2 separate regions of the Capsicum annuum genome follow, and region 1 is linked to region 2. A link is a contact called in public Hi-C data. All regions are on one chromosome and are shown on one strand. The core of a region is the stretch at or near the end of the contact, and the rest is flanking DNA. Distances in the headings are between cores, read along the strand shown.

Region 1 (5,310 bases), core at 1,208-3,707, 88 kb before region 2:
CAAGGTGATAAAGAGAGGATTTGGTGGTTACAAACTTCTCCAATAACCGTTCAAAGTTCTTGTTGATTTCCATCTTCCTCTCACTCTCATTAGAAGAAGGAAGGGCTGTGATACCTCTCTTTTGAATAACTAGGGATCTTAGTAGTTTTCTTTGTTGTCAGCCAAGTTTATACTCCCAATTCCTTTCTTCGGCAGAGAAGTTTTCTCTTTTTTGGCGTGTGTGTGAGAATTAGGTGAATCTATATCCTTGTGGTAGTATGAACTTTCTTAATGGATTCGAACTTCTCATCTAATATCGCTCTTTATTTTCTCATTTTTTTATAGAGAGGGGAGGAATGGGATGATAGGCTACAATCAAAGAAGCAAATTGAAGCTAGTTTGCTCAGCAAATATGAAGCTGCAATTAGATGAGAAAGAGAACTTGCATATTCATATTCTCACCAGGTATTCGAGTAATATTCGTTTTATAGATTAAATGACATATTGATAGCTAATAGTGAAACAATTTGATAATTGTTGTTGATAGCTAGGCTCCTCTCCCGTTGTCCTCTATTATATGACACAGTAATGCAAGACATGAGAGAATGAACGATGAATGTGTTTAGACATTATAATATTCACAAGCTACTAAGGACTTTTGAATCATTGATTTCATTAATCTTTAACTGAACAGAAAACCTGGAAGAAATCGTCAAGATCTACCAATTTGTTCATGGATGCAACCAATTCCTTATTCAAAAGAGAGGTATTGCCAATTTGGAGGGTATCAAAAAGTTGGTTTTGCTTGTTCCTTCTTTCAATGTCACCAATGGTAGATCCCATACTGGAAACAAACTTGTGATGCAGGCATGTATTTCTCCTATTAAAAGACGTAGTTATCTGATGTCTAGATAAAAGATACTGATTGGTTGTTATTTGTGGGAATTTATGATTCTTCCTGTTGGGGCTTCTAGTTTTAAGGAGACCATGAAGATGGGTTGTGAAGTGTATCACCATTTGAAGGTTTCACACAGTTGTTCTAGCTTTTATTCCCTTAACATTTGTTTGTTCCAAAGTCAAGCATAGAGGATGATTTGTTCTTTCTTTTCCTTTTTCTCAATTTGAGTTCCATTGGGCTCAATAATGTAGTACCTCTGTACCTCACCTCTATGGTAGTGGCACGGATTGCGTACACCCTACACTCCCCAGAACCCACTTTTATGGCAATACATTGGGTACATTATTGTAGAATAGAAAATATAGTGCTTCCTATGTCATATTGTATGCTCTTTCTTTTTTATTTCTCATGGAAGGGAAGACTTTACTTTCTATATTAAGCAACCTTCTAATCTTGTTTATATCTTTGTTTTACACTAACTAAAATCACTTTTGGGTTCTACTCAATAGAAAAGTCCACCACTTTTCTTAGGAGAGAGAAATATTAAAGGAAATGCACTGACTTTTGACCTTTCACTTAATTGTTGGTGCTAACATTTTGGTATTTTGCATATTCTTAGCTTATGTGTCAAAAGTATTTATTTATTGAACTCTGCACAAATTCAAACTACACTACATAAAATGGGACAAGGAAGTATTTAATTTGTTCAAGTGAATTCTTTTTCCTTGATTGTATCAGTTGTTGATGATAGTTTACTGTGACTGTAGGCTATGATAAAGAAGAAATATGACCAAGATGCAATAAATGTTGGTGATGAGGATGGTTTTGTTCCTAATAATCCAGGTGAAGTGTAAATTATGCAGGAGTATGGCGTACTGATGAATGGTTACCCTTTTACATCACATGGTTATCTTTTTTGCAAATTCAGGAGAACAAGAAGGGCCTTGAATTGCTCAAGACTGCCATCGATAAAGCAGGTTATACTGGAAAAGTAAGCTCCCAATTGTGTTTAGATCAGACCTTCTCTTTCAAACTACTTTTAAATAACGTAGAAGCTAAGATTATTTTCCTTTTAGGTTGTTATTGGAATGGATGTTGCAGCATCTGAATTCTATGTAAAGGACAAAACTTATGATCTGAACTTCAAAGAAAGGTATATCCTTGTTGATGGCCCTAGTGATACTTGGGAACACATGCATACCTAGGAAACTGATAAGTTAGGTCTTTTTGACAATCTTTTTGGTGAAAAACATTTTCTGAAACCTTTTCGGAACTAAGCAATGGAGATTGATAAGTAATAACCACTAACTATTAACTGGGGATGACTCCCTATTTGGGAAATGGATGTTCAAGTGAGCGGGAAATTATAGAACTCAATAGAGGTAATTTCATGGTTGATTTATTATCTAATCCGACCAATTCCAGAGGCTCCTCTCCCGATGTCCCCTTTATTCTTTTGTTTTGTTTTAGGGACACTTGAATTGACAACAAACAGATACATTTTTTAAATTATTATCTCTCTTCCTTATAATGGCTGCAGAATTCGAATCGCAGCAGAAGAGTTACTGTCTAGTCGGGAGAGATGTATATGGTTACGGTGGTGTCATGATTGTACCAAAGGACTCGCACCTCTTTCCTAACAAGGACCTTCAAATCAAGTTCCCTAACATCGCCCAAACCTTCAATGCAACTTAACTAATCATTTGCACTTAATTAACATTTTGATTTTGGATTTAAATAACTATCTTTGTTGCATATTTTGAATTATGAGATTATTAATGAATGAATTTGTTTTGTGATGTGTATATATTGTGTTATAATTTATTATGTATGTAATTAAAAATTTACATTAATATGAGTGGCTATTTATATATATCATTTCAATTTAATAACATGTTGCAAAAATAGTTGCAATAGATAAATAAACCATTACAATAGGTAGTCAAAAAGTGTTGCAACAGAATAACGAAAGCATCGCAATCGATGCTATTACAACGGTTTAATGTCGTTGCAATAGAATCTATTGAAACAGTTAGTAATTGTTGTAATATATGTAAATAGGCATCCCAATAAGTATTGAAATACTTGTAATAGGTACTCAAAAAGCGTTGCAACAGAATAACAAAAGTAGCGCAATAGATGTTATTGCAAAAGTTTAATGTTTTTGCAATAGACTCTCATGCAACGATTGCTAACCATTGTAATAGATGAAAATAGGTATCTCAATAAGTCAAAAAATAACCATCATCATAGCTTGACCTATGTCGATGGTTTCAGACAACCGTTGTCATAGCTTGACCTATTGCGATGATTTCAGACAGCCATTGCCATAGACCTATCGGAACGCCCACATATAGGACGCTTGTTGAAGCGTTGAGGTAGAACTATGGCAACATTTTTGTTGTCTATTGCAACGGTTTTTCAATCGTCGCCATAGGGGTAATTTTAGTTGTGTCTAGGGTTATGGAAACCCTAACAGATTAATAAAGTAGGGATAGTGTTATTGTTGTTCTAAACCGATACCCATGTATACATTCTATTATCTTTACTTTAATAGTTATCTTAGTGGTTTCAAATGTTAGGATCCCTCCTAGATTATTGATACTCACTGCAAAAGAGGAGTAGTGACTAAGAAAATGTAACTACAACAGTAATTTGAAGTATAATTGTCGATTCACACTGCTAGGAATTATCTAAGTAAGATGGTTAGCTGTCATATAATAACTAGAGACACAAAGTAATAGTTAACTAGGATCTAGGATAAGGGGTCTAAAAGACGGTTAGTGGTACATAACTTATTAGATTTTGCATGTAAGGTATCGGGTTGGTTCAACAAAGCACGATAAGAATGCGGAGTTTTGAAGCCCAGGGAAAACAATCATAGTGTTCACCGACGACTGATTACATTTGAAGTTGATAAATAGTTACTTGTTCGATATTGCTACTCAAATCCCACTATTTACTTTTCTAGTTTTACCCATTTATTACAATGGCTGAAAACCACGATTCCACATATTCCCTTGGGATTTGACTCTTAACCTTTTTTGGGTTACTATATTTGATAGCAATCGCATAATCTTCAGATTAAAGATGTAACTTGGGCGTTATCAACCAACTAAGTCAGCAAATGAACAGAATAATGGAACTCCACAATAGAGATATCTCCTTAAGGTGACTAAGCATAAGTATCACCAATAGAAAAAGGACTAGTGGGGATCGGTGATGTGTTATAGAAATATAGCACCTTCAATGCTTAAAACTATGAAAATATGAAAGTTTATGAGGTTGTTTTGTTAGATATGATGCGTTTTGGGTATGTTTTGTAGGAAATCATGTTTTAGATGCTAAGTTAGTGAAAATATGAAAACAGGTGTTTTGGATACTTATTAGAGCAATTGTGGATGTTCGGGACACTTTCTGGCTTGTTCGTGATCAAACCATGTGCGAAAATTGAAGAAGAGCTGAAAAGATGACTCCGGGCACTTGCTAAATCAATATGTGGACCGCAAGTAGTACTTATGGAATGCATGTTGGCAAAGCAAGTGCCAAAAGTCCAAAATCCCCAAAGCTGACTTGCAGGAAATTTTTGTCTGGCACTTGTGGTTACCACTTGCGCTCTCCCTGCTAGTCGCAAGTACTACCCGCACCCAAGGACAGGGTGCAAGTAGGGACCATAAGTGGAAAACGACTCTTTTTTCTCCTCTTTCTTTCGTGCTTTGATTTTAGGGTTTTCTCATGTACTATAAATATCCTTTATGTGTTTTTTGTAAAAGTTACACACTTTTGATACTCACAAACATATTTTGATTCCAAGATTAGATTTTGATCTTAGGATTCTCTTGTATTAACTTTAGTTTATTAATTCAGTTATGGTTGTGGATTTTCTACTTCTTATTATTGTGATTTCATCTATGCTTTTGATCATGAATGTTTTTGATTACTTCAGAAGTATGAGCGGCTAAAAACCTATAGCTAGGGTTGTGGAAACCCTAGCGGATTGACAAAGTAGGGGAAGTGCTATTGTTGTTCTAACCCGATACCCATACATGTATTAATTTATCTTTAATATAATAGTTTTCTTAATAGGTGCACATGTTAGGATCCGAACAAGATTATTGTTACTTACTGCAAAAGTGGGGTAGTGACTAGGAAAAGATAACAATAATTTGGAGTTTAACTATCGATCCACGTTTCTAGGTTTTATCTTAGTAAGATAGTTAGATTTCATCTAATAACTAGAGACTCAAAAGGTAATAGTTAATTGGGATCAAGATAAGGGTTAGTAAGGAGACATCCTGAGACTCAAAAGGTAAAGGGTGAAATCCTTCTGCTCATCTAAAAGACTGTAGAAGGTAAATAACTTATCAGTTTTGCATGTAAGGAATCGAGTTGGTTCAATAAAGCACGATAAGCCTGCGAATTTGATTAGTCGG
Region 2 (4,712 bases), core at 1,301-3,800:
TAAAGGAGAAATCTACAACTTCAAGAATGGTCAACTTAGCAATCTCTGGAGGGATAGAGCCAGTGAGGTTGTTGTGGGACAGGTCCCTACAGAATCAAAGACGCAAAACAGGTGACTCTTAGAATCACTCAGCCAAAACAAATGCAAACATCACGATGCATATAATTGCAATTTGAAAGAAGATAACCTGATTGAAAAGTTAATTATAGCCTTACTTGGTGTAACTGTGGTTAAGAGAACAAACATTGAAGAAAAATGACATGTAAGTGGAAGGAAACTACTTACAATGAACTGAGAGCAGAGCAATTTGCAATATCTGCAGGAATTGTACCACTCAGATGATTTTCTCTCAGCTTCAGTTCCAGCAATGAAACAGCACCCCCAATTTCATTGGGAATGCTTCCGTTTAGTTGATTGCGACTTAAATCAAGAATTTGAGTTGCGTTTAGTTTACCTACAGCTTCTGGGATAGTACCATACAAGAAGTTCCTGGAAATATTCAAGACCTGCAAGCTACTGATATTCCAAATGGCAGACGGTATTTCACCAGATAATGCATTGGAAGACAAATCCAAAACTTGAAGGTTTCGATAGGAAGCAGCCATGGATATCGGCGGATAATCTATACGTCCGGTAAACCTATTCCCGGAAAGGGAAATGCTCTTTACTCCTAATCTAAAGGTCCAAGAAGGAAGGTTACCAGTTAAGAAGTTGTTGCCGATGTCCAAGATTACAAGGTCGATGCATTTCATCAAGGACGGAGTCAAACTTCCAGCAAACTGATTGTTCGAGAGATTCAGTTCCTTTAGCAATGAAAGGTCTCCCATAGAGCTTGGAATCCTACCAGAAAGATTATTCGCAGAAAGATCCAAAACCTTGAGACTTTTCATCTCTGCTATCCAATCTGGAATCTCCCCATTGAACGAATTTGATCTTAAATTCACAATGGTACATAAATCCAGTCTTCTCATAGACTCAGGAAGTCCTCCACTAAGCAAATTCTCACTCACATCCATAGACTTCAGCTGCACACAGTTGCCAATATTTTCAGGCAGCCAACCAGTAAACTTGTTTTTCTGTAAATGAATCGACCTCAAAGAATATAAACCCTCAATTGCTTTCGGAATCTCACCCTCCAATAAATTATCAGAAACATCAAGGGATTGAAGAGAGCTTAGGGACCATAACTCTGAGGGCAATTGGCCTGAAAGCCGGTTCGATGAGAAATTAACCCTTTGCAATGTTGAGCAAGAGTTTAAAGAGTTGGGTATTTGGCCAGTGAGATTGTTGTTAGCAAAGGAAACAGATTGCAGAGAGCCACATTGTTGAAAAAATTCATCAGGAATTGAGCCTGACAAATTGTTGTCACTCAAATCAATAACCCTCAAGCTAGGTATTTGGGAAAGAATGGGATTGATATTGCCTGTAAAATTATTGTTAGACAAAGATAAAACCCTCAAGAACTGTAACCTCAACAGGCTTCTACCAATATGACCAGAAAGAGAGAAATTATCAAGTAAAATCTCAGAAACTCTATTGGACTGAGGAAAACAGTTTATACCCACCCAATTACAAGGAGTAGCATCATCTTCTGTCCAAGATGTTAGCTTTGATTTTGGGTCAGTCAATCCAGCTTTAAAAACAATTAAACCCATAACATCATCATTGAATGCCGGGTCCAAACACTCCACCACAAACGGAGCTAAGGATAAAACAGTTAATATGTGCAACAACATTTTTTTCTACCACCAGTTGCCACAGAAAAGTACACAAGGATGGTCGGAGTCAAAAAGGGTGTTATTAAGAGAAGGAGATGTCAACAGAAAGAAATGCCAAAAGGGTGTGAAGAAACGGAATGCAATTGCATATGTAACGAACATCAGGATTAAAGAACAAAAAATCACTGAGAATGGCTGAATATCAAGAAGGTCGAGACAAAAGGAAACATTTTCACTGCTTGAGGAAGAAAAAGGGTGAATGTGTCAGCTTCAGAAGAAATCAAAGAAGTTGCACCCACAAGAACAACGCCGGTAGAGTGTGGACTGAAAGAGAGAAATTTTGGTGTTTGGTTAAACTTAAAAGGGGAGGAAGTTTTAGAAGTCTCGTTGCACCCACAAGAACAATGCCGGTAGAGTGTGGACAGAAAGAGAAATTTTGGTGTTTGGTTAAACTTAAAAAGGGGAGGACAGTTTTAGAAGGCTCGATGCACCCACAAGAACAACGCCGGTAGAGTGTGGACAGAAAGAGAGAAATTTTGGTGTTTGGTTAAACCTAAAAGGGGAGGACAGCTTTAGAAGTCGAAGAAGAAGAGACTGACGTGTGTGTGGAAGCTTAGAGGCAGACTGATTCTTTTAAATTTGTTGTTTGAGTACTAGAGTTTTGATGTGGAGGGGGGAAGAGAGAATTAAAAGCTGGTGGATTCAATGATTTGCTTTTAGCCAAAATTTTAGTGGAGTGTAGAAAGTGGTGGTGGGTTTTTGTTAAGAGAGTAAAGATTTTTGGAGTGCATAGAGAGTTGAACGGCGAAAAAACATCAATTTTTTCTTTTTTTTTTGTGTTAAAAAAAAGGCATTTGTCTGTGCCCACTGCCTACTGGTAGCCTGATATACATACCCGCGCGAGATGCATGAATAATATTCAATTAATAGTTTAATTATTTTTGTTTGAATTTGTTAAATTATATTATTTTTAAAAATAAATATTTATCATCTTATTTTTTAATAAAACAGAGTCTTTTTCTCTACCCACCTCCCTTCATCCCCCAATCATTTTTTTATTTTTTTTAAATATAAACATTTTTCTATTCCTTTCTCCTCACGCCTCCACCCGCACTCATTCCTTCCCCCACTGATAATCAAATTTATACGAAAAAAATTATCTAATTATAAACAAAAAATTATGTTTCATATGTTTTTTTATAATATTATTTACAATTTAAAGATGATAGACTGTTAATAGTCTCAACCCCCTCCCCTCTTTTTTCCCCTTCAAAATCAAGTATATATGAGTAAAAATAATCATGTACTTGCAAACAAAGTTTTTTACGTTTCATATTTTCTAATTATATTTTAACAATTTAAAGATTTTAAATTGTCAAAAATAATTTGAATTTTTATTTTATTGTTTCTCTATCTCTTCTATGCAGAATTTTATAAATAATAATATGTGTATTACGATTTCTTCATTATATTCTCAAAAATTGTTTAGATTTCCTCCCCTCCCCCCACCAATCCTCAATGTATATTTTTTTTATTGTAATTTGATTACTCTATTTTTTTCTAATTAGACCTTGAATTAGATTATATTTTGCGTTCACACATAAGCAGTTGAGTTTTCTTCTCTGTTATTTCAAATTATAAGATTAAAATAGATAAATTTTGTTATGCATAAAAAAATATATGAAATATAGATTAGAAGAAGCTTTCAAAATAATCTAGTCTGTTTGAAGTGATTATAATTCAAAATTTAAGTCAAACATTTTCACATCTATCAATATATGAATTTATCTCATATATTTGATTTTAAAAATTTTTATCTTTTTATAAATCATATTCAAAAAAATTATTAACATGTCCTTATGACTAAAATTAATTCCATAATTCATGTAAAAAATTTTAAATATGAATAAGTAGAAAGTAAAATCATGAATTTTATTCTAAGAAAAACAATTTTAATATATAACCTATGTACATTATATTTAATCAAACTCTAAGTTACATTATTAAATGTATTTTTTTAGATTGTAATTTGGCATTCAATGATTATGACTCAATTGCATTGTCTAAATATTATTTCATTTAGTCTTTTAAATTTTTTATTTTTATTTTTTATAGTACACATAGCCAGTTAAAAAATAAATAAATAGAGATGTAGCTTTTTAAGTAAAATCAAAAGACTAAATCAATTAAAATATCTAAATACCTGTAAATTTTATTTTTAATCTCCCAAAAAATTTATTTTATTCTATAGTAATAATGATCCATAAAATTATCTTTCTACTTAAGATTGCATTTTTAAAGTAAGTGACTAAATAACAAATTTTATAAAATTCTATATAAACAAATTAAAATTAATATAGCAATTACTTTTATTATTGAACTATAGTGAATATTATGATTTTAATTTCAATAAATTAGTCATTCTCTTGGAATAAGAAAAAGATGAAAAATAAGAGTAAAAAAAATTATACATGTCATCAAATTTTAAAATAATAAGAACCTAAATATTTTCAAACTGAAAATTCAAACTATTATTTTTATCTTCAAATTCTAATCAACAAATATAAATAATATTATCTTTTTCTCTTCTTTAATAACCAAGTTAAGAAAAAGAAAAAGAAAAGAATGACCAAAATTTGACTTTTTAAAAATAGTTTATATGTATATGTGCATAAATTTAAAACATGATATTTTTATTATTTTAATAAAACATTTATCTTTATTTTTAAATCAGAATATATATATTTTTTCTAATATATTGAAATTTACTTTTTTATTTTTCTTTTCCTATTTATGCAAAGCTAGTTCTCTCCGTTTAGTTAATTTATCAAAAAATATTAAAAAAAATTTATCTTCTTTTGCTTATACTCTTTTTAAATCTTTTGTTACCTTTCATTCATACTTTAACTATAAAATATTTTATTTTCACCTTAAAAATAATTGAGTTAAAATATTATAAATTGTAAGAAAAATAAATATTTATTTATTTTAAAT

Evidence for each region. A called contact is a pair of places that touch in the nucleus more often than the background predicts.
Region 1: a contact with region 2 is called in a Hi-C map of leaf, with 1.6 times the contacts expected there. The contact joins the enhancer-like site here to the promoter of LOC107842471 in region 2. A contact is called at or near these places in 3 of 5 Hi-C or Micro-C datasets (bud, leaf and placenta).

Annotation. Positions count from the first base shown.
Region 1 is chr9:122,471,753-122,477,062 of UCD10Xv1.1, reverse strand. It overlaps the pseudogene LOC107841335. Among protein-coding and RNA genes, the nearest start is that of LOC124887368, 6.3 kb to the left of the region's middle. Within about 2 kb of position 2,457, at least 4 of the 5 cell types and tissues checked have an H3K27ac peak or open chromatin away from gene starts, as enhancers often do. A contact at or near this core is called in bud and leaf, where this site is marked.
Region 2 is chr9:122,384,023-122,388,734 of UCD10Xv1.1, reverse strand. It overlaps LOC107842471 (probable LRR receptor-like serine/threonine-protein kinase IRK), which reads right to left and starts at 2,550. Exons shown (of 2, transcript XM_016686333.2): 1 at 286-2,550; 2 at 1-86. The coding sequence starts at 1,736.